Linked DNA regions of Sus scrofa: region 2 is linked to region 1. A link is a contact called in public HiChIP or PLAC-seq data. All regions are on one chromosome and are shown on one strand. The core of a region is the stretch at or near the end of the contact, and the rest is flanking DNA. Distances in the headings are between cores, read along the strand shown. Region 1 holds the start of BAG3 (BAG family molecular chaperone regulator 3). Region 2 holds the start of MCMBP (minichromosome maintenance complex binding protein).

What was found. HiChIP or PLAC-seq counts read pairs in DNA pulled down with a chosen protein or histone mark.
Region 2: an H3K27ac HiChIP or PLAC-seq map of alveolar macrophages shows a contact between it and region 1. The contact joins the promoter of MCMBP here to the promoter of BAG3 in region 1. A contact is called at or near these places in 2 of 5 promoter capture datasets (fetal liver and liver) and 2 of 2 datasets of contacts at active chromatin or transcription factors (alveolar macrophages and skeletal muscle).

What each region holds. Positions count from the first base shown.
Region 1 is chr14:129,506,948-129,512,327 of Sscrofa11.1, reverse strand. It overlaps BAG3 (BAG family molecular chaperone regulator 3), which reads right to left and starts at 2,088. Exons shown (of 5, transcript XM_021073458.1): 1 at 1,499-2,088; 2 at 1,317-1,496. The coding sequence starts at 1,687.
Region 2 is chr14:129,740,164-129,745,543 of Sscrofa11.1, reverse strand. It overlaps MCMBP (minichromosome maintenance complex binding protein), which reads left to right and starts at 3,339. Exons shown (of 16, transcript NM_001243591.1): 1 at 3,339-3,607. The coding sequence starts at 3,550.

The DNA.
Region 1 (5,380 bases), core at 839-3,338:
GAAGTATCTGCAGTTATGACCATCCCAGCTAATTACAGCCTCTTGTACTAATTTTCAAAAATAAACATACAATTAATTTCTTATAAATGTAAGTTGCTAAATATACCCTGTCTCACTGTTGGGCACCAGAACTTTATATACACTTTTAAGAAAAAAGTACATTAAAATGAAAATGGATAACAGATCTTTCTTCTGAAATAATGACTTACAAAGCCTTTAATTTGGTGAATTTTTAAGTCTTCAAAATAACTTACCAGCTCATGACTTTTATTTTTATTTTGCCCAAACAACATTAACGCTACCCTTAATGTAGACCTCTTTTTGCCAAGCTTTATCTTTTGAAAAAGCTCAAATGGACAGAAAAATCACGAGAAAAGTACAGTCATAATTTTTTAAACACTCATTCCGAGTTTATATTTTCAAAATTTCAGGCTCCTAAGGATTAAGAAGTATATACCCTTACATAAATGTAAATAAGGCATACATCTGTATTCACAAAAGCATTACTACTCAATTATTTGTGTATTAGAAACAAATCCTGGGTATTGTAGTAACATAACAAGGAAAGGAATGTATTGCCATTTAAAAAAAAACAACAACACTTTTTCTCGCCAGTGTGAGGCAATGTCTAAGTCAATAGCCAACTAGGCGACAGTCTCACGTCTTTAGTTTAAAATTGCCTGGGAGAACAGCATCTTTTTTTTTTTTTTTTTAACAAGTCATTCTAGAATATATTCTTATCGAAAACAGTTTCAAACAAGAATACAATTTTAATTTCAAATTCAAGGGGCGGGGGGGATGTATTTACGTCAGTCTCCTGAGTCACTCTGTGCCTCAGGTGGAAGACTGAAGTCAAGATACCCTCAAGCAAGTTCTGGAACTTTGGGAGGTAAAAGTCCTTAGAGATCCTAAGAGACCCCCCCATCCAAGCTTGCCAAAGGCCCCCTGGCGTCCGACCAAGCGTGATCAGCAGAGTGAAACCAGGCTCTCAGCCCTGGAAGCCGGGCGGAGGCCGCGGTGGGGCCTGGCCCGGGCCTCCGAGGCTGACCAGGCCGATCGCCCCTCGCCTCCTGGCCCACGGCCCCTCGAATCCAGCCGGTGGACCGGACCTGGCACCATGGGGCGGGTCGCACTTCCCGCCCGACCTCCGGAAACCAGATGCAGCCCAGAGAGGACAGTCCTCCCCGGGGCCTCCCCCTCGCCCCGACGCCGGCCAAGGGCGGGCCTGGGGAGGGGGCTCCTGGGACGCGGCAGGCCGACTCCTGAGAGCTGGTGTCCACTTGGGGGTCTGTACGTTCCCAGTGGCCTTCACTGACCTCTGGGACACCGGCGCGGGCGGGCTGTGGCCGGCAGGCACCCTGCTCCTCGCGTCCCCGCAGCCCGGCCCAGTCCAGCCCGCCACCCCCATCCCCGAAGCCCTGTCCCGCCGCTCGCCGTCGGGGCGCGGGGGGGGTGGGGGTGGGGGGAAGTGCTGGCCAGAGTGCAGCTCGGGTCCCGCTTACCTTGGGGCCCTCGGGGGCACGCGCGGGTCGTTCCACGTCGTGGTGCGGCTGTTGTGGTCCACGAAGAAGGGCCAGCCGGTTTGCGGATCGATCTTGATTTCCCAGCCGGGGGGCAGGGGGTCGCGGTCGCCGGCGCCGTTGCCGGACGCCATCTGAACCATCGGCGAGTGGGTGGCAGCGCTCATGCTGGGTCGGGGTCGGCCCGGAGGGGCAGCCGCCGGGGTGCCGGGTCACAGGGTCGCGGGGTGCCGGACTTCCAGGCGCAGAGTGGCTCGCTGGCCGAGGCCGGAGCTAGAGTCTTGTGGGCTGCCGACGTGTCCGGGAAGCCGGCGCTGGGCACCTTTATGAATTAAAGGAGGGGGTGACGTGGCCGGAGAGGGCTGGAAGTGTCTGGAAATAGCCTCCACGCTGCCAAAGGGGAAGGAGGAGATAAAGGGAGGTAGCAACTGGCCGGCTAGAAACTTCTGGTCCCATCCAGAGAAGTTGGCGGCGGCGAGGGCTGGATGCGGAGCTCCGCCCTGAGTCATCGGCTATAATCGTGGCGGGGCGGGGCGTGGGCGTGGTCACGGGCGTGGCCTCCCTGCCGCCCCTCCTCCACCCCACCTCCTCCCTCGCGCCAGCTTCCTGGGTGGGTGTCACCCGGCTGAGACAGCCTCAGGGTGGGCCAAGGTGCACCCGAGGCATCTCCCTGATGCTGGCTGACTGGACCAGCGAGCCCCAGGGACGTCGTCTTTGTGTCCTGGGCGGTTTCGGTTTTCAGACTGCCTCTTCCTGTTCTTAGGACTGGGAGTCCGCACTCAAGAGTATCTGCTGCAGTTCCTTATAAAAACAAAGTCATCGTTAGCCTTTAAAGTCTTTGGGTTTAAACCAGAGTCTCTCCCCACCTCTCATTTGTACCCCCATATACTGATACTCGGGGCACTGGTGTCCCTCCGTTATGTTTTAATCACTTTTCTCCCTTGGGCTTAACGGCTGTCGGAAGGAGCGCTGGAATGTTGACCTGACACAGTAACCAAGCCAGGGGAAAAATGGAAGTGCAAATGGAAACTCACCTGCCTTTCTTTCAAAAAAACCTGAAGACAGAAAGATTGCATCAGCCCATGGTTTTATGCTCCTGAACCTCATAACTCAAATAAGAAACTATCATTGCTGAACAACTTTAAAGAAAAAAACACATTATTTGGAGTTTTGGTCTTTTTTATGGTAGAGGTTGGTTCTTGCTGTCTTAAAATTTGAGCTTTACTTGAGAAGTAGGGAACAAATTGAATCATTAAATGTATTTGTTGGGTTGTTTCAATAATCGCACTTGCAGCCTGAACCCAACACCTCAATTCCTCTGGGAGAGAGAGTGTGTGCCCCCCAGAGGGAGAATGTTGGGGAGGTACTAGTTTAAATCTTTGGGCCTGAGACTCATTCCTTTCTCCAGAAGCACTTTGAGAAGGTGCCATGGCTTAATACTGGGCCCAATTTTCCAACTCAAATGCAGAGACTACCCAGGAACCCTCAGAGGCAATACCTTTCCTCTCTTCCTGCCCTCAAATTACTCCTTTTGGAGCAAACGATAAGAGGCCTACCAATCATTTCCAATGGAATGATTCTCACTTACACAGGTGTTCTTATCAGCTTTAAAGTACAAAATTCAGTTTTGGGAAAACGCAGAGACGATTAAGCCCCAAGGACTGACTCAGGTACCAAACACACAAGAGACTGATGTATAAACCCAAATGCCAGTGCACTAATTTACCCTAAGTACTACTATTGAAGGAGCTGGACCCTCAAGCGCCTTATTCAGTGGCTTTTTTGGAGGGGAGTCGCACCCCAAGCTTATGGAAGTTCCCAGGCTAGGGGCTGAATTGGAGCTGTAGCTGCTGGCCTTCGCCAGAGCCGCAACAACACCAAATCCAATCCGTGTCTGCAACCTACGCTACAGCTCACAGCAATGCCAGATCCTTAATACACTGAGCAAGGCCAGGGATCAAATCCACATCCTCATGGATACTAGCTGGACTCGTTACTGCTGAGCCACGATGAGAACTCCCGTCAGGAAGAACTTATTTCTGGAGACCTGAGCTCCAGAATCTATATTCAATAATATTGATGTATACTGAAGACTGATTCTAAAGTGAATTTTTATTTCTCTTTCCTTTACTCCATTTGCATTCTATGACAACTACATTTACACACTGAGAGCATTCTTTGCTGATGTTTTGTTTGCAGGTGCACTAGACAGGAGCAAGGAGGAAGCAAGTTCTCCTGGGGCTAATATCGTTGCTTCTGGGAGTTATGTTCCACCAGGGACTTCAAGAGGGTTTGTCTAAAATGGAGCCATAAGTCTTGGAGAACTACCTGGAAGAAGCTCCTTTGAGCCATGCTGAATAACAAGGAGCATGTCTGACCTTGGTGCCTTTTTTCCTTCTAAGTCTTGGGATGCTCTTTCCCCAGGTGCTAGAGACTGGAGGTTTCTATCCTCCCAAAGGTCATATGTTGAAACCTATTCCCCAGTGTGATGCTATTTGGAGGTGGGACTTTTGGGAAGTGATTAAGTCATGAGGATGAAGCCCTGGTGAATGGGTTCAATACCCTTATAAAAAACACCCCAGAGGAGTTCCCGTCATGGCACAGCGGAAACGAATCCGACTAGGAACCATGAGGTTGCAGGTTCAATCCCTGGCCTTGCTCAGTGGGTCAAGAATCTGGTGGTGTTGCCTTGAGTTGTGGTGTAGGTCACAGACATGGCTCGGATCTGGAATTGCTATGGCTCTGGCGTAGGCCTGCAGCAACAGCTCCGATTAGACCCCTAGCCTGGGAACCTCCATATGCCATGGGTGCAGCCCTAAAAAGACAAACAAACAAACAAAAAACCCCAGAGAGCTCCCTCACTGCTTGCTTCCTCAAGTGAGAAGTGAGAAGACAGATGTTCCTCTGGCCCCTACTAGACACCGAATCCACTGATGCCTTGATCTTGGACTTCCCAACCTCCAGAACTGTAAGAAATTTCTTTCTTTCTCTTTCTTTCCTTCCTCCCTCCCTTCCTTCCTTCCTCCCTCCCATCCTTCCTTTCTTGCCACACCTGTGGCACATGGAAGTTCCTGGGCTAGGGGTCAAATCAGAGCTACAGTAGAGGGAACACGGGATCTGAGCTTCATCTGTGACCTACACCGCAGCTTGCAGCAACACCAGATCCTTAACCCACTGAGGGATGCCAGGGACAGAACACACATCCTCACAGAGACAACATGGTGTTCTTAACCCACTAAGCCACAATGGGAACTCCAGGAATAAATTTCTGTCATTTATAAGTCCCCCAATCTGTGTTATTCTGTTATAGCAGCCCGAACAGACTGAAACTCCAGGCCTCCTGGAGTTCATTCACCCAGACCAGCAGCTTAAACACGACTCTGAATTCCCCTTTCTCCCTTACCAGCCAATCAACACCAAGTGTGTAGATGCCATCACCTCAGTATTCTTTCACTCTGGTTACCCTTCTTTTTCTTCAGTCTAGCCTGGTCCAGGTAATCCTTATCTCTCACCCGGACCCCGGCAACAGCCTCTAATATCATCCATGGGCAATCCATTGCCCAAATGGCAGCCACCGTGACTTTTTTCAGGCATTAATGGACCATGTTCTTTCTCTGGTTAGATTGCCTTAATGACTCCCCATTGGCCTCTTTATATCCAAGGCCACACTCCTTGGCCTGGTGTATGTAAGACCCTTCATCCCCTCTTGCTGGTGCCCACTCCATGCCAGCCCTGCTGGTGTACCTCATGCCCACACTGCGCTTTCTCTTGTCTGCACACACTGCTTCCTCAACCTTCTCCCTCCGCCCCCACCCCCCAATGCCTCCCACTCCCTTCACCTGGCTGACTCGTCTCCATCT
Region 2 (5,380 bases), core at 2,090-4,589, 230 kb before region 1:
TTTGCTCTTTTCGGTCTGATTTGTCCTTATCACCCATGTGAATCCTTCTCATCACCCTAACCTCTTAATAAAGTTAAATTATAATGGTGTTTAGATTAATATTCAACTTCTAAGATTATCATGTTATTTAAACACTGTTAATAGCCAAGTCATGTAATAAAGTGTGATTATTTTAATTTTCTATACTTTTTTTTTGCTTTTTAGGGCTGCACCCATGGCATATGAAAGTTCCCAGCTAAGGGTGGAATTGGAGCTGTAGCTGCATGCCTATGCCATAGCCACAGCAATGCCAGATCGAAGCCATATCTGTGATCTACACCACAGCCCACGGCAACACCGGATCCCTAACCATCTGAGTGAGGCCAGGGATGGAACCCACATCCTCATGGATATTAGTTGGATATCTTCCCACTTTGCCACAACGGGAACACCCTGCTATACAAATTTCTGTTTTTCTAGCCTTAAGGCGTGGAACACTCTCCCCTCACACCTTTCACCTAGCTAGCTCCTATTTATCTTTCAAGTCCCAGCCTAAATGTCACATTTTCAGGAAATCTCTGAAGGACCCTTCCTTCCCCCCTTTCCCACAACCTTCCCTCACTAGAGCAGATGGTGCTGTTCATTCCTTTTATAGAACTTCACTGTTTCTTGCCTGGCATCCATCATGGTTGTAAACGAATAATTATTTAGTAATAAGCTTCTCACTGAACTGTACATTCCACGAGGGCAGGGATGGTACCTCCCTTTTCATCCCAGTATTTCCAATAACTTCAGTAATAACTTACAGACAGGATTACTTCATGCCCTCCTTAAAAATATGGACTTGAGGAGTTCCCCAGTGGCTCACTGGGTTAAGGATCCAGTGCTGTCACTGCTGTGGTTGCATCCTTGGCCCAGAACTTCTGCATGCCGCAGCCATGGCAAAAAAAAAAAAAATACTTGGGGTGGGGACAGAAATGTGATTATCAGTGATGGGAAAAAAAGTCTTGCCATGGTGATATATTCTCATGGACCTACTCGTGGCCTTTAAAATTTTTTTTTTTTTTCTTTTTAGGGCCACACCTGCAGCATATGGAGTTCCTTGGCAAGGGATCAAATCAGAGCTGCAGCTGTCAGTCAGCCTACACCACAGCCACAGCAATGCCAGATCCTTATCCTGGTGAGTGAGGCCAGGGATCAAACCTGCATCCTCATGGATACTAGTCAGGTTTGTTTCCACTGTGCCACAACGGGAACTCCGGGCCTTTAAAATTTTGATCATAACTGCTTATGTAGTACCAAAACATCTTGTCATGGGAAAATTAGAGGGTAAAATTATTCACATTATAAGGTAATTGCGCTTTGGCAGGATCACAGTTGTCTAAGTAAAATCTGAGCAATTGTTGTTTATAAATTACTAAATACAGAAGGAGACACCAAAAGCTGAAGTGTTCCTAGCCACTGCTGAATTGGTATTCAGCTGCCATTTCATATAAAGTCAGTCTGAAATGGTTATAATTAAAAGCATGACATGCATTTAATTTGCATATTTCTGGCCAGGAAGCTAAACTAGGGGGTTTTTCCATTTAACACCAAGGTCCTGGCAATTGTCTCTGCTAAAGGAATGAATGAGTGAAATGGTGGTAATGCCAGATTTTAAACCATTTTCTCAGCTCACACAAACTCACAAGAGCCAGATGTATATAATACAGTAAGCCTATTACCATCATCCCTTGGTGTCCGTTGGGGTGAGTTGGTTCCAGGACCCCACGGGTATCTGCAGATGCTCAAGTCCATTATATAAAACGAATGTTCTGGGAGTTCCCGCTGTGGTGCAGTGGGTAGCAGCTCAGGTGGCTGTGGAGGCATGGGTTTGATCCCCAGCCCAGCACAGTCGTTTAAAGAACTAAAGTATCCAGGGATGCTGCAATGTAGGTTGCAGCTGTGGCTCAGATGCAATTCCTGGTCTGGGCGCTTCCATATGCCCCAGGTGCAGCCAGACAATTGGAAAAAAAAAAGAAAGAAAGAAAAAAAAGTTCTCTTTATGGCTTGGTGGGTTAAGGACCAAACATTGTCTCTGTGAGGATGTGGGTTTGCTCCAAGCCCTCACTCAGCGGTTAAGGATGGATGGGACATTGCTGCAAGCTACAGCGTGGGTCAAACAAGTAGCTCGGATCCGGTGCTGCTGCGGCATAGGCAGCAGCTGCAGCTCGGACTCAACCCCTAGACTGGGAACTTTCATAAAGGTGCAGCTGTTTAAAAAAAAAGTACTCTGCCCCCTGTATTTGCAAATTCCGCATCCTCAATTCAACCAACCTTGACCTCCCCAACCCCCACCCCACCAATGGGGAGAATAAATAGTTGAAGATGACAAATAAAAACACCCCCTTTGGCCCCTAAGAGGTCTTGAGATCTGAGCTCAGTTCTCCAGCTGCCCGCTTTCTGGGCTCCATTCAGATCCTTCCTCTCTTAACACGACCTGTTTTCAGCTGATGAGCAGGGTTTTCTCAGACCTATTCCAGGCCTAGGGGAAACTATTTCACTACAGAACTTGGGTATTTCCAAATTTCCTCATTCGAAGGTTACTGTTGACTTATCTTGTGTGTGCTACCACTGTCTGAGGGTATCCTGACACATTCTGCAGGAACCTCCCCAAAGCGCACTTTCCAGCTTCTAGGCAGGGTATATTTTCACAGTTATGAACTTGCCTCTCACTTAGGACCTAGTCCCTCTACAAGGCCTGAGATGGCAGCAAAGGGAGCTTGCAGACTTTCAAATTCCCCTATCTAAACACACACCTGCCTGGGGGGCTGAGACTTCATCTGAGGGCAAGTCACTGCATAGGGTTTTGGGCAGGGAACGAAAGAGAGTTGCCATCAGAAAAAAAAAAAAAAAAGAAAGGCAATTAGAGGAAGGTGGGCAGACACGAAAGGCTGCTTTATCCTCTAATTTTGCCCAGAGATAACTTTGAAGTCTCTTTGGGTTTGTGCTTTTGGACTGCTACAGCCTCCAAACCGTGCAAGGCCTCGCATCATGAAAAACGAACCGGACTTCGGGAGTCTCCCCCTTCGAGCTGGCAGCGAGAGACACCCAGCACCACTCGCCTTCAGCCCCCGACGCCAGGGTCGGAGCTCCGGAGGCCGCGCCTGCCCTTCCTTTCGCCCGTCTCCAAGATGGCGACCGCTCCGCCGCCGCGGCCCCGCCCCGGGCCGGCCGGCCCCCCGCCCAGTAGGCCGGCCCCGCCTTCCCGCCCGGGGCCGCGCAGCGCGCTCCCGCCGCCCCTCCCCGCGCGAGCTCCACCCAGGTCGCAGGCAGCGCGGTCGGCGGCGCCTATTTCCCGCCATTGTGCGAAGTGGAGGCTGGGGGCTCCGCACGCGGCGCCTGCCAGTAGCCGGCAGCTCCTCGGCTGCTGCTGCCACAGCCGCTGTTCTCTGAGGCGCCGGGAGGCCGAGCGGCCGGTGCCGCGAGGCTCACCCTGCGTGGGAGGGCGCGGGCGAGGAGCGGCCGAGCCCCCGAGGAGGAGCCGCGGCGCGGGACGCCGGGCCGCGCCGGCTCCGGCCCGTCGGCGAGATGCCCTGTGGGGAGGATTGGCTCAGCCACCCGCTGGGGATCGTGCAGGGCTTCTTCGGTGAGTGGCGGCCCCGGGGGCGGGCCGGGCGGGCCGCCGAGTTGACCGAGCCCCGGGCCCGGCCCCGCTGCGCGGCCCCACGCGGGGCCACCTCGAGGGCTCGCGCGGCCGAGACGGTCAGCCGGGCCTGCGCCGGTCCGCCTTAGACACCCCGGACCGCGGGCCGCGGCTTCCCGGGCCGGGCCGCAGGTGCCTCCCACCTGCCCGATTCGCGGTTCGCGAGCGGCCAAGGTTACGCGGCGAGGAGCTGGCGGCCGGCCGTGATTGACGGCCCGGCTTCCCTTGGTGGCACTGCTGGGGCCCTAGCCCGGCGGCAAAACTCGGACGGGTCCTTGAACCTTGGGGAGGGCTCGCAGAGATGGGGTGAAGGAAAAGCACTTTGCCTATGGGAAGCCTGCGGGGTATTTCAAAACTTCCGGTGTGTCGGGGGAGTGCTCGCTCGCTCGCTCGCAGCAGAAGTTGGCTCCAACTCCTGTATTACACACATCCTCGCGTTTCGAGATAAGATTTAGTGTAATAGCTTCATTTTTCTTTTGGGATGCCTTTAAAACCGCTTGGTCTCCATCTCCTCCTTGTGCCAGAGCTAGTAAGAAATGTTGAACTCCTTAAATGCGTTCCTACATAGAAAGAGCTCAGAATGTTGCAGACAGGCTTAGTAAATTTTAGTTGGAATTATCGTCAATGCCACTCTTCTGCTAGGGTCCACTAAGGAAAATTTAGGTTTGTTTGCCGTTACCTGGGCATTTTGGCCCTACTTTCCATGTCTTTTGCACTTAGGAGGGGTGGAGGCAAACCCAGCCAGCAATCACTGTTAGATCAGAACACCTGACTTGTCAGGAGGTAACAAAGTTGTAGGTAGAGTGGCCTTCATCACTTAAGGCATCGTGGGATATTAATGAGAATGCCTATTAAGAAGCTAAATTGTTTCCAGCAGCCGAAACTGAAGGCAGAAAATGTATGTATTCCTTGTGGGAAAGACTCACTCAGCAATTCTTTATTCATTTTCCTTATAGCTTGAACTAGTATAGCTATCTGGTTTCCTAGGCAGAAGCTAGAGGCAGCAAATTAGAAGGCCTGGGTTGGCATCTGGATTGTAGCTAATGAGGAGTGACAATCTGATAAAGAAGAAATTAAATCTGTATGTAGCTTAAATTAAAAAACAACAACAGTGTATATCCATCAAGGGTGCTTTTGAGGAAGGGGCATTTATCTCTACTATATACTGGTAATTGTTGTTTATAATGAGTATGGGAACTTATCATTGATTTCCAAAATAATGGCCCAGAATGTGGAGTAAAGATTAAATTGCAGGGAGTATCCATTGTGGTGAAGTGGAAACGAATCCAACTAGTATCCATGAGGATGTGGGTTTGATCCCTGGCCTTGCTCAGTGGGTCCAGGATTCAGTGAGAGCTGTGGTATAGGTCACCGACACAGCTCAGATCTGGCATGGCTGTGATGTAGGCATGGAGCTGCAGCTCCTATTCAACCCCTAGCCTGGGAACTTCCATATGCTGCAGGTGTGGCCCTAAAAAAGCCAAAAAAAAAAAAAAAAAAAAAAAATTGCGCAATTGGCTTAAGAGGATGCAGACTCATGGGTACTTATTCGGAAATGTCTTTCAAAAGTAAGTTTTTGTGGAGTTCCCATTGTGGCTCAGCCTTAACGAACCCTACTAGTATCCATGAGGTCTCCAGTTCCATCCCTGACCCTGCTCAGTGGGTTAAGGATCCAGTGTTGCCGTGAGCTCTGGTGTAGGCTGGCAGCTGCAGTTC